2 separate regions of the Capsicum annuum genome follow, and region 1 is linked to region 2. The links are chromatin contacts, called in public Hi-C maps. All regions are on one chromosome and are shown on one strand. The core of a region is the stretch at or near the end of the contact, and the rest is flanking DNA. Distances in the headings are between cores, read along the strand shown. Region 1 overlaps LOC107861735 (protein ROOT HAIR DEFECTIVE 3). Region 2 holds the start of LOC107861738 (WD-40 repeat-containing protein MSI4).

The links. Hi-C and Micro-C count contacts between places; a contact is called where the count stands out from the background.
Region 1: a Hi-C map of leaf shows a contact between it and region 2, with 2.0 times the contacts expected there. The contact joins the enhancer-like site here to the promoter of LOC107861738 in region 2. A contact is called at or near these places in 5 of 5 Hi-C or Micro-C datasets (bud, leaf, pericarp and 1 more).

The regions. Positions count from the first base shown.
Region 1 is chr3:268,358,616-268,365,645 of UCD10Xv1.1, reverse strand. It overlaps LOC107861735 (protein ROOT HAIR DEFECTIVE 3), which reads right to left. Exons shown (of 23, transcript XM_016707086.2): 15 at 6,664-6,829; 16 at 5,878-6,002; 17 at 4,792-5,054; 18 at 4,608-4,704; 19 at 4,345-4,506; 20 at 3,780-3,884; 21 at 3,058-3,152; 22 at 2,859-2,955; 23 at 1,440-2,125. The coding sequence ends at 1,874. Among protein-coding and RNA genes, the nearest start is that of LOC107861734, 7.2 kb to the left of the region's middle. Within about 2 kb of position 1,780, at least 3 of the 5 cell types and tissues checked have an H3K27ac peak or open chromatin away from gene starts, as enhancers often do. A contact at or near this core is called in bud, leaf and pericarp, where this site is marked.
Region 2 is chr3:268,297,796-268,304,381 of UCD10Xv1.1, reverse strand. It overlaps LOC107861738 (WD-40 repeat-containing protein MSI4), which reads left to right and starts at 3,694. Exons shown (of 15, transcript XM_016707089.2): 1 at 3,694-4,238. The coding sequence starts at 4,087.

The DNA.
Region 1 (7,030 bases), core at 531-3,030, 63 kb before region 2:
AATAAATGGTTTTAGGTGATTTAATTAGGATCCTCAAATAAGTTTTCCATTCTATTTTATCTTCTACAATTTCATATGCTAAGGACAGATCCAATTAATTACATGTAATTTGGCTGTTAAATTACTTGATTGTGTAATTAATTAAATGCACTTTCTTGATACTATGTGTTAGTACGTACATAGGATTTTCTTTTTTTAAATGTTTAATATAGTAGAGGCGCCTCCTAATTAGTTTCAACAATTTCAACTTCATATAGGCAATTATTTAACAGTCAAGAGCGATTATATAGGGAAAAAGTACTATGCATTGTTGCAATATTTATAAATCACGTAACATAGTTAGTTGCTAAGGAAATAGACCTTTGAAAGTAACTCACATAATATTATGAGAAATATTATAAATGCACCCAGATGGACCACAGATGTTTGTCACTTTTTTTTTTTTTTTTTTTTTTTTTTGAGAAAATGTTAAAAATTTTCTCTCTTATTTTTACGATACAAAAAAAATATATATATATATATATAATGACAATTAGTCAACAACAATAGTTTAATTATCAGTAAATTAATATTTGTTAGATAGACTAGAACAAAGGAGAAAACGATTAACCATAAACACCAAAAAAATCCTAACAAGCTTACGCATATATATACTTTTAAATTGTTTGGTGTTAACAAATAATAATTGACAATAGCCAGAAAAGACTAACCACTAATATTTATATAGCTAGATAAATAATGTATGTTACAGCCTAGGAGTTCAATAATTGGTGGTTGATACACTCTTCTTATACCTTAAATATAGTAAATATACAATCTCACTTTTGTACATTTTTTATAAGAACTATATCTCACCTGTTTTTATGGCTAAATGCTTAGTTCTAGAAACTACTAAAAATAGGAGGATTGTGATAGATTAAACTATCAAATCAATTCATATAGGTATAAGCTTAAATGAAATAATGGAGAAAAAAATTCATATAGTCGATCTCAATCATAAATACAATCATATTTCTGCATTAAAGCTCATACAAGCAAGCATTTTTAACCTTTAAAAAGACGAATATTTTATAGAAAGAGTAACAAAAAGCACAAAAAAAATACCAATTCATTCATGATTAATCCACATAATACATATAAAACATGATCCGTGAGAATTCAAAATAAAACTAATTACAGCCAAACTTACATATCGAACGTCTCTGGTTTTATATTTTATGGTTATAGAGAATAACCCGATCGATCCCTTGCTTCCATTAGTCAGGCGCAGGGATCCCGTCTCTTTAGCTAGAATTATTCCTTTTACATATACAAATAGACCCTAATATTATAGCTAATAAATCATTTTTTACGATGTAATATATCCCTCTTCGATAAGATGCACATATTTTACATGCGTCTTGGCAAAAAAGAAAAACAGTGAGGACATTACAGAAGGGTGGAAAAACATTTCATAAATTCTCTAATATTCTTAACGAAATTCCCATCTCATTAAAAAATATAGTTTCTGCTATCTTTCATCAGCTTATCCATAAAAAATACAGACATTATATTAGACTTCTCACAAGAAAATTTTGATGGCAAACCAGGAGAATGTGATGACAAACAAACCACAGAAAAGAATGGCCCTCTTAGTTCACCAGCAAAAGAAAATCGACTGAAAAAAGATAAACGAGAAAATTAAACACAGCCTATTCAGTGGGGACTTCAGCCCCCGTGTACAAAATTCAGTGCCTCCAGTGTCTGGTTCTTTCACAAGCGTCGTCTATAAAATTTGCTAGCCATCAAGCATAATCGTGCCCACCGTACCACGTCTGGTGATGAGCATAAAAACTTTGCTGTCACGGAATGAGTGGTGTTTATGAACAATAGCTTACTGTGTTTTGTCATGTAACGAGGAGCTAGAGTATTCTGTTCCATTTTCTGAAGTTACTTCGGATGTAGCGCTGGTTGATACATCACCATTGTCATTCGTGCTACCGCGGAAGCTCCTTGAAGCAAGAGCAGGATTAGGATTACCCTGAGGTTGACCACTTGCGACGCCTTGCCCTTCCTCTGCTAGGCGTTTAAGAAGATTCATGACAGTAGGAAGGAACCTTGTGGATAAAGAGATAAGTCCAGGAAGCTGCCAAAACGCATATAGATCACCATCCCCGAAAAGATCATTATTTCAAAAGTTCCCACATTTGTCCAAATTTGTGAAAGAAGCAATTATAAAGGATAAATAAGATTAAGCCACATTGGTTGCTCGACTCACATACCACCAGTTAAAATACAAACAACGAACTATAAAACATCGCAAAAATAGAAAGGAAAGGTCAAATCTAATGAGATAATAACCTCCTACTTGAGGACCACAAACCTAGATCTCTACTCCTTGCATTGCTGGGAAACAAGAGGAAAGAAGATAAAGAAAGGAAATGTTCTAAAATTTTCTGTTCTGTTGATCGTTGTTTGGAAGATCAGAAAGGGAATCATTTCACTTCCAGCATCTCCTACCTTTCTCTTCCTTCCCCTAGTTTCCTAGGGTAGGGTAAAACATCTCCAGGAAAATACAAACGTATGAAGAGAAGCACCACGGGAAGATCACTACTTCATTACTTCTCTTTTTGTAACTATGTCGAACAGAACTTTAGAACGTCATTTGCAACTGAATATCATCCATGTGTTGTACTTACAGGGTGAAGAAAAAATATTTAATCTTCTAAGACGCGACTAACCTTACCTGCAAGAGTCATTTAGTTGAATTGTTTTTCCTTTTTACAAAGATATTTGGTTGAATTGTTTTTTTCTAATAGATATTTGGTTGAATTGCTTCTAGTTTGCAAACATTAGAACTCTAAGAAAGCAGCACTTACAACTCCATTTCGGAATTCGCCTGAGATGTCCATTTGCACCCAAAGAGCTTTAAATAGCAGGTATGCGACGAATATAAACCCTAAATATAAAGGATTTCTGGAAGGGAAAAAAAAAAAGTAAAATCCACATGAGCTATGAGTTGAACCATGTTATACTGTAAAATATAGGGGCTCATGAACTACAAGTCAAGAGGAATACCTTAAGAGAGTCATGAATTCGTTGAATCCCAATATAACCATGGCAGCAATTGCCCATGGAGGTGGTAACCAGTTATTATTTCTCTTGCTAGCCTCCTGAAAGTTGAATAAAAGAACATCAGAAGCTATCAAGAACGAAGGGCAAACTTCACATAAAGATAAACGATGCAGAACATCACCTGCAGGTGCTTAAGAGCCTGTTTGGATTGGCTTATTGTAAGTGCTTTTAAGGCAAAATAGCTCTTAAGCACTTTTTTAGTGTTTGGATAAAATAAAAAGGTACTTATATGCACTTGGTTTTAAGTCAATATCGATAAAAATAAGCCAAAAGTCATAAGTTAGAAATCCAGGCTTATGGCTTTTGGCTTATAAGCTGAAAAAAAAAACAGCCAAAAGCCAATCCAAACAGGCTTTACGTACTGTCCAACTTCTAAGTACTCAAAATTAGAATTCATACACCTTGCATGAAAGACAATCAAGCGCCTAGTACCAAAAGGTACATCCCACTCTTTGATGCAAAAGATAAATCTCTGGTGTTCGATGGACAAAATTGTACTTCCAACTGTTCTAATACCATTATTTAGTGAAAATACCCAGCATTACAAGACCTTCTACCCTTATTGAAACATTTCAAACATATTCAACCAACAACCAAACGATGACATACAAGAATGCACCGTCAGAAAAGTAGAAAGAGATGCGCAATAGCATCTAATATCTTGCCTGAGCAGCAATGGCTTGTGAAACAACATATTCAGTCTCCGTCTTGAATTGCCTCCACAAAGACTTGCACTGGACAGGTGTAATCAAAGTTCTAGATGGAGGGATCTGCAATATAAATTGACCACAAGATGAAAATTATATGGGCTGAATTATACAACGCAAAGATTACTTAATCATACAAAAAAGTCTGGTTCCTAAAGACGAAAAATTTCTTAGGGGCCTTTGTAGTCCTTTCAGGTCTAAAAATCAAATCATTAAAACGAAGTAATTAACACGTCCGATTATGCAGTAAGATTAGCTTGTACGTTTAGCACTGGGTTGTATTATATTAATCCAAATGTGACATAATTTAGTTGATCGTCATCTCCAGCAAAATCCCAAACAAAATATTCACACTCCCGTGAGCTATGTAATGGTGAATGGCCTATTAAAGAAGAGAATCTTATCTTCCCCTTTTCCTCCTTTTTTTTGGGCAAAGGTAACATATTATCTTCCCCATTTCACTGACCACTTTTTTTTGTTTGCAAATAGTTTCAAAGGCAAACCACATAAGTGAGCCAATTACCTCATCCCAAGTGCTAGATGCCAGAGGATCAACTGATGTAATGCTCTTTGCGGAGGAAGCACCTGCTTTTCCATCTACAAGAGCAACTATAAGTGTTTTGTCTATACTGTCACTCTCATCTTCCAAGCGAACAGCAGCCATAACTGACAGGAGCTTCAGAGACTGGGAGAAAATTGAGAGAAGTCAGTACATTATGAGATGCAGTACTTGAAACATGAAATCACGCATTAAAAGAAAGGAAACTTATTTCCGGACAATCATACAGCTGATCGCGCAGTTTTAGTAATTGCTCGAATATCTTCCTTGCCAGTCCAAATTCGTGGCATAGAATCCTGATCATGGCTGAACAATGTTGAAAACCTGCCAGTAATTTTGAGGTCATTCTTTGTATCATAAATACCAAATAGTGTATGTTAGCTGGAGAACGAGATCAACTCATGTCCATACCTGTCTTTCATGCGAATCAAGACCCTTCCAGCTTCTTCCTTTGCCTTTGATTCAACTACTCCACGTGCATAATCTTTCAACCGAAAAACCATATTATCCCTACTTTCTTCATCCATTTCAAAACCAGAAAGTGCAGCAGAAAAACCAGAGACAGCTGTTTCAGTCTCGCGCTGAAGCAGTTTTCTTATTGCTGCCCATGTATCATCACCAGCTCCATCTAAAAGAGCCTCAACTGGTCCAGCCAATGCCTCGTTCAGTTTTGTCTAAACAAGAATTTCTCTTCAGTTCCAGTATAATTACATTTACATCTAAAGTAAAAATCAAATGGTCCTCCCACTTGTTTGCTATATCAAATAGAATCCACTACCAACAACAAATATTTACAAATATTACACATCTGGCACCAGCCATTTAGCTACTATCAGAGGCAACTAATTGATGGCATGCTTCCTTAATGAGGGAAATAATATTAAACATCCCAAGTATGCCGGCGCAAATTTTTTGACCTCAAATCCGAGAACAGATCACAACAAAAAAATTGAAGTGAGTTCCGAACGTTCACATTATTGTAGTAAACTTTGGCCCTAACTCAACCTCGAAAGTTACATGAGAAGGTGAGGATTATCTAAAGACCAAATAGGGTGACGACATCCCATGCACTGGATCGATGTGGGACTCTTAGCACCTAAAGCACAACACATTCTGGACATTTGCAGTGAATAACACGAGTCTATCATTGTTGTGTTGAATAATATAAGGGCCTATCGTTGGATAACATAACAACAGGGAAAGGTTGGTATGACTTCATATCATGTTATAAAAATGGATCTTGGGCCTTGTTCAATCTCAAAACTCAAAGCTAGCTAAAGAAACGAGTATCCTCCAAAATGTAAGGAGACAACGGCTACAATGTGAGACTTAATACAACAACAACAAACCCAGTGTATTCCCACTTAGTGGGGTCTGGGGGGGGTAAGATGTACGCAGTCCATACCTCTACCTCTGATGAAGTAGAAAGGTTGTTTCCGAAAGACCCCACAATGTGAGACTTAATGCTAAACTATAATGGTTGTAACAGCTTCATACCTCGTAGAAGGTTGTCACTTCGGCCAGCTTGGCACTACGAACTTCAGTAATATGAGCATCTACATCACGTCTAAGCTTATCCCTCACTCTCGAAGAATCCCATTTTGCTTGGTCAATAATAGCATCTACAAAATAATGCATCAACTGTCAGCTTTCAAAAAGCAAGCGGCTGACACTATGCTCAACATTTCATGTCACACACAAAATATCACCTATTAAAGCTTTCCAGCATTGCGGCATTTCATTAGCTACAAGTTTGACAGATCTTTCGAAGAAAAATATGAATGATGAACACTAGTTTTCTACAAACGCTGAAAAACAGCAAGTGATACACCAATCTCTTTGCAAAAAATATTTCTTAGTTTGGTTATTCGAACCAGAAGAGTTGTTATTTCTCCAAGAGAGGGGAAGAGGAACATATCAACAGTCGTTGCAGCAAATCACATGCACCCAAAAAAGCATAGATGTGCATACCCTATAGCAACAAAAAACATCAGAAGTTTACCCTGCAAAACTAAGTGGACATTTCTATAAATACTCATCAGTAGCAATCAACTACTTCAAGGCATTTAAGAGAAGCTTAGTCAACTCTACAAGTTTATTCCCAAATTAACAGTCCTTATAACTAGGATCTCCCTACATAGAGAGAGAGCATCAACTCCTTGATCGTTTCTTATGATCTTGGGGGGGTTGATCTGGATCATTAAGGATAATATGCCCTCGGCAAAAAAGATATAAATCAAGTGGGGTAAACAAGTAACAGCAAAGGCAGATTGCATCCTGTACCTTTACATTCTTCGTTAAAATGGGATATAAAAGATTCAGCACATTCACGAGCAGCCAGAGCAAACCCTTTACCCCCCTTCAATGCCTTCTCAAATGCTTCTTTGAATCTTTCAAAAGCATCAGATCGGATGTGTCCCAGCATAGATTGATAGGCTGGTTGGACAAGCTACAACAAAAGCCGGGATAAATCAGAAGAGGATTGCAATCAAAAAAAAGGCCCTTCGTTTTGAGGAAAATGAGAAAAGAATTAGTGTTTTTCTAGTGGGAGTGAGAAAATGCATCTGCATGATTAGTTGAAAGAGTATCATTAAGTTGAAATTTTAACATGTCAATTTATTTGGTTGAATCTAAGAAGACCAAGATTTCT
Region 2 (6,586 bases), core at 2,445-4,944:
TAATCAGTGAGTGATAGAAGGTTTTATTAATCAAATTCTTATCTCTATAATCCTTTTAATATGCTTATTGCGGGGCAAGACTACTTTTCTATTTACTTGATCGCGCATCCTTTTATTAGATTTTCTAAAATGAACATAAGCTTAGTAATATCGCGTGGTATTTTCATTAAATTTTCTGTATATATATAAATTCCATAATTTCTTGCAGCCACTGCGGACTACTATTTTTATTTTTTATTTTTCCAAACAAAGCGGCAGTTATTGCAAGTTACACCCAGTAGCAAGTAATAATTGCAACATTACTGATATATCTTCTGTAAAGAAGATCAAATTGATGAAAGTGTTTCTATTTTAGCTCGAGTAGTTATTGGCTTAATATTTTTTTTCATCTAAATATGGTTGATTCACTTAGACCAGCTTAGTTGGGTTCAAATTCTGTGTCTAACTAAACTTTTCTCGGAAACTCGGATAAGAAATTATCATAAATACCTTGTGAGCTTCCATAATGCAAATGCTTAATGCCAAATGTTGTTTTTTTGATACTAAAATAATGCAAATAACAACGTGAAAGTTGATAATTTAATTCGTATATCTTAGGTTACTTTAAATATTAATTGTAGGATCGAAATCATTACATATTCACTGTAATTTCATTAGTGGAGTATGAGAAAATTGAATGTAAGTAGATCTCATTTATATCTTACAGGCCACAGAGAGTCTGTTTCCAAATATATGATTGAAAAATTAATTTAATAAGAATGTCATATTAATGTTTAAGATACAATTTAAAATAATCGACTAACTTATTATAGAAATAAAAAATTACAAAAGGCTTATAAAATAAATTACTTTCATGTTATTGACGATTATTGATCTCCTATATTATAATCTTCTCTCGCATTTCTCTTACCTCAAATTTCTTTTAATTAAAAATAAATCTATTAGTAATAGAAAAATGTTGAATTACTTGGTAAACATATCATAAGGGCAAAAGAATGAGATAAACGGATAGAGCAACATGAATAAAGAAACACAAAAAAAGAGAATTAAATAGAAAAACCTGTAAATAGAAATACTACTACTTATAAAATACTGTAGTTTTCGTTTTCGTTGCATAAAAGAAAAAGGCTGGGTGTGTAGCTCCATTGTTCACAGTTGAGTGATGAAGATGGATAATCAAAGATCATTGTGGTGGCTCATTGGCATCTTCATTTCTCTGTTATCTTCAGCTCACTCCTTTTATCTTCCTGGTGTTGATCCTCGAGATTTTCAAACTGTATGTTCACGACACTCAATCTTTTTTATTTTTTTGTAAGACAAAAATATATGAGTCTTTTTTTGTTGGATTATGGTGTTAATAACAATATTTTGAATGATTAGGGGTTTTTGATAATCTTGGGGTTTTAGTAATTTATGTGTTAAAGTCCCGCATCGAAAACGGATCAGTAGCAATCCTCCTCATGAGCTAGATTTTGAGGTTGAGTTAGGCTCAAGATTCATTCTTAACATGATATCAGAGTCAGACTCATTCTAAATCTTTGTTCACCGTTGTTGGTGGGCCCCTATATTATATTGTGTTCACGCTCCAGTTAGGTTTGGGCCTCATATTATATTGTGTTCACGTCCTAGATCTTTGTTCACCGATGTTGGGCCCCCATATTATATTGTGTTCATGCTCCAGTCAATGAGGTTTGGGCGTGGTGGGAGTGTTAAGTATTTCACATCGAAAAAGGGTTGACTATCTCACATCGAAAAAGGGATAGGAGTTAGCACATTTGATTGATACTTAAGCTTTGCTTTCCAGCTTAAGCTAACAGAATTTTATCATTTCTAGTAGTAATCATAGATAACTCATAGGAATAACATATTAATTAGTTATAATTAATTAATATGAACGATCATTTTATTAAATTAATTAAATATACTAAATTTAAATAATTTACTTTAAAAAAAAGAAGGTAAGTAATTATACTTACCATATTCAAATTAAACTTAAATGGGAAATATATGAAAGATGTAGGATCCACCACTCATGTAATTTGTGGCAAATTGAAAAGTAAAATGAGACTTATCCCCCTATCCTTTAGGAGTCGTTTGGTAGAGTTTATAAGAACAATGTAGAATATAGTGTATTAATTATGCTTGTATTAGTTATGCTGATATTGTTTCTTATACGTTATTTGGTTTGATGTATTAGAGATAATATATCTTACATAATTTTAATAAAAGAAATGTTTGTTTACAAAAATACCCTTCTTTGACTTTGTACACTTTTTTGCAACAAAGTTCTTTTGCCATCCCAAACATAATTAGTATTATTGAATTAGTATATAGAGGTTTAGGATTAATTGCAAGACCCTTCGTCTTTGCGAATGAAATGTTATGCCGGCGGATTAGCATAGTTGGAACAAAAATTGAATACAAGATGTAAAATTAAGAAATAGTCTCAATTTTTTTTTAATCTTTTACAAAAACCCTCGAAGCAAAGCAAAAATTTATTGGAGTTATTTAAACCAACTATTCATCTTTGTAAATTAAAATGGTGGGAAAAGGAATTGTGAAATGTTTTGAGAAAATTCACTTTTGCAAATTAAAATGGTGGGAAAAGAAATTGAAATATTTTGAAAGGGAAATTGAGGGGTATTAAGGTCATTTAATAAGTCAATGCGTGTGTTTAAAGTCTTTGTATTACTAATAGTAGGAAATGATGTGTATTAGTAGTACATACCTCAATACACAATAGAGTGTATAACTAATGTTTGCATTAGTTATACCTAGGCAAAAAGATGTATCAAATAAGGTACTAGCAGTACACATTAATTAATGCATGCATTATATTTTTCAGTACACTCTACCAAACGACCCCTTAATGATATTTGTGTTCATATTGTAGGGGCATGATGGTAATAAAATAGAAAAAGAGAGGTTTTCTATATTGTTTTCGAGTTATCTGGCGTTTCAAAATGAGATTTTGATTACATTTTTAGTCGATTATTATTGTGTTCTGCAAATGAATTTTACTGATTGAGTATAGTCATCGTAGAGTTGACAATTAAGAAATAAAGATGGACCCATGTGTATGAATGGGGTGCACCTGCACCCATTAAATTTTCAATTTGTCGCATTTCATTTATTTTTCTGTTTTAATTTAAAAAGCTTAAATATAACAAAAGCTACAAGTTCGGGATCCCAACCCGCATCAATTTCCATATTATGCACGACTTTTATCATTGAATTACCACTCTTAATTGTCTTGACAAAGTTAAACTTCAATTATTAGCTCAGAATCCATCCTTAACTTATATACTTGTATTTTACCATTGCCGACGTCACTAGTGACCCCTCAAACACGATATTATCCTTCAGTAGTCATTTAAAATTTCGCTAATCTTCAAATTCTGACTTCGCCTCTATTAGGAAAAATCACAGTAGGCAGAGAGACCTGGGTGTTGGGAACAATCCTTAGATGTATAAAAGGAATTTGTAACCATGAATTTCTCGTGTTTATTGTAGAGTTAGGAAAAATCCTTCAGTAATTTTCTGTTTCGTTTGAGCAAGAATTTTTTCACGTAAAAATACCTACGTTACTTTTAACAATTCATACTTTATCTTCTCGTATTATTTCTGAAAGAACATGAATATTGCGAGCGATAGACTACAATTACTTACCAGTTACACATTCAAATTTGGAAAAGTGATTCTAACTATCTTATCGAAAGGAAAAACCTCACAAAAGTTCAACATTTCTTCAAATAAAATACTTATTCCAACACAACTTCAATATTCAAATATCATTATCAGAACTTAATTTTTTCAAAACATCACCAAAAAAGGAAAACCAAAATCCAAATATGGTAAGATGAAAAACCTAGAGGAATAGAAAAACCTAAGTAGTACACAAAAATTCATTTTTTCTTCCAACATGAATGTGTAAGAGTACTATATATATAAGTGGAATCTTATAAGGGGCACAGACTGTTTTGCGTGTTGGGTTCTCCCTCTCATTTCCATTAGTAGTAGAAAAAAAAAAAAGCCTTTTCAGCAGCAGAGGCAGAGAGGCGGGAAAAGGGAAAAAACAGAGAGAAAATGAATGGAAGAACAGACAAAGGCAGAGGAGGAGAAGAAGAAGAGGCGCTGCAGTCGGTGGAGGAGCGTTATACGGAGTGGAAATCACTCATTCCTGTTCTCTACGATTGGCTTGCTAATCATAACCTCGTTTGGCCTTCCCTCTCTTGTCGGTTCGTATATATATATGTACATTCACTCATGTTCCTTTAATTTCTATCCATGTATCTAGGGTTTTGTTGACTTGTGCTGTCTTTTGGTCGGTGCGTTTGGCTTGTTGAATTGGCTATTGTTAGTTTTGGTCTACTCGTAGTATTTATGATTTTGGTGCGTTTGGCTTGTTGAATTGCTCATTTTTAGTTTTGGCCTACTTGTACAATTTATGGTTCGGTGCGTTTGGTTTGTTGAATTGCTTGTTGCTAGTTTTGGCCTACTCATACTATTTATGGTTCGGTGCGTTTGGTTTGTTGAATTGCTCGTTGTTAGTTTTGGCCTACTCCTACTATTTATGGTTCGGTGCGATTGGCTTGTTGGATTGTTCGTTGTTGGTTTTGGCCTACTCGTACTATTTATGGTTCGGTGCGTTTGGTTTGTTGAATTGCTTGTTGTTAGTTTTGGCCTACTCGTACTATTTAAGGTCCGGTAAATCTGGCTTGTTGAATTGCTCATTATTAGTTTTGCCCTTCCCTCTGTTGTCTGTTCGTATATATACACACACACACACTTACATCCTCATTCCTCTATTTGTCCTTAATTTCTATGTATCTAGGGTTTTTTCAACTCGTATTTTTTTATTGTTCGGTGTGTTTAGCTTGTTGGGTTGCTCATTATAAGTTTTGGTGCATTTATTGTTTTGTTTGTTTGGTTTGACTTGACACATCGGTTAAGAGATTAAGTATCTATTCGGCCATGTTTCATTTTCAAAGTGAAAATAATATTGAAAATTGGAGTTGTGTTTGTCCATGAAATAAATTAGAGTTGTTTTTGAATTTTCGTGAGTAATTTGTAGTGGAAAAATTGAAAACAGGCTTTTGTTGTTTTTGGGACTTTTGAAAATAGTGAAAAAAAGTAAAAAACAGAACTTTTTGGAATATTATGGCCAACTGTTTTTTCCACGGCCAAACAGGCAAGAAACTTTTGAATCAGCGGTCTTAAACATAAAATACGTAGAATGTAACAAAATGTCCTTTAAAAGTCACCAAAAAGAGAAATATTCATTCATTTTGAAATGGTCTAAAAAGGAAAGTAACACAAATAAATTGAAACAAAGGGAGTAATACTTGGTCTATAGTGAAAAATTCTATTTTTTGGCGCGAAGTACTAATTGGTTTCATTAATGGCATCAAAAGGGATGCAAATAAGCTACTCCCCTATGTTTTAATTTGTTTGTATGATTTTGATTTGACATAAAGTTTAACGTAAATACGGCTTTTGAATCTTGTGGTATTAAACTAAAGATATGCAGAATGTACCAAACTGTCCCTTAATCTCGTGGTCTTAATTTGAAAAGTTGGCAAAAAAGGAAAGAGACATTCTTTTTGAAATAGACTAGAAAGGAAAATAAAGACAAACAAACTAAAATAGACGGAATACAAAATATAGAAGCAAAAATTAAAATGCCTGTTTGTTCCTTTCAATTCATATGCTCCAGAAAAATTATTGTAGGTACCAACTTCCATATTTTCTAATAGTAGTAGTTGTAGGTAAAAGGCCTTTTTAGCAGGCCTAATCAGTGAGTACTAAATAAGAGCAGAAAGAGAGGCGGGAAAACGTGATAGTAGGAGGAAGAGAGAATGAAAGAGAGAATGGTGAAAGGCAGAGAAGAGGCGCTGTCGGTGGATGGATGTTACACATGATGGAAGTTTATGATTCCTGTTATCTACGATTGGCTTGCTAACCATAAGCTTCTTTGGTCTTCTCTCTCTTGTCGATTTGTATTTATATATATATATATATATTCACTCACATCCTAATTCCTTTGTCTATCTCACTCTATTTATCTCTATATGGGGTTTTGTAAACTCACACTCCCTATTGTTTTGTGCATTTAGCATTTTGAACTGCTCATTGTTAGTTTAGTGCATTTGTTATTAATACTCTTGCTCTACAGTGATAATTTTGTATTTTTTTGGTGCGAAGTACTAATTCGTTTCATTAATGGCATCAAGTTGAACTTAATAAGTTACACAATACAACAACAACAACATACTCATTGGAAATCCCACAAAGTGGTGTGTGGGGAGTGTAGAGTGTAAACAAACTTTATTGCTACCTCTTGGAGATAGAGAGGTTGTTTCTGAAAATAAGTTACGAAGTATAGAAGCACGAAGCAAAAAGCAAAATATGTATTTGTTCTTTTAAAATAATCATTCTGAATCTTCATGTTCATTTTATTTTTTCCTTTCTTATACAAATGTTCTGTAGTAATGAGTTTCTATTTAATAAGCCCCTAGTCTCTGGGCACGTGCGTTTCACGTGCAAGTCCAGTCTTGTACACACGATTTTGTCACGTGATATTAAT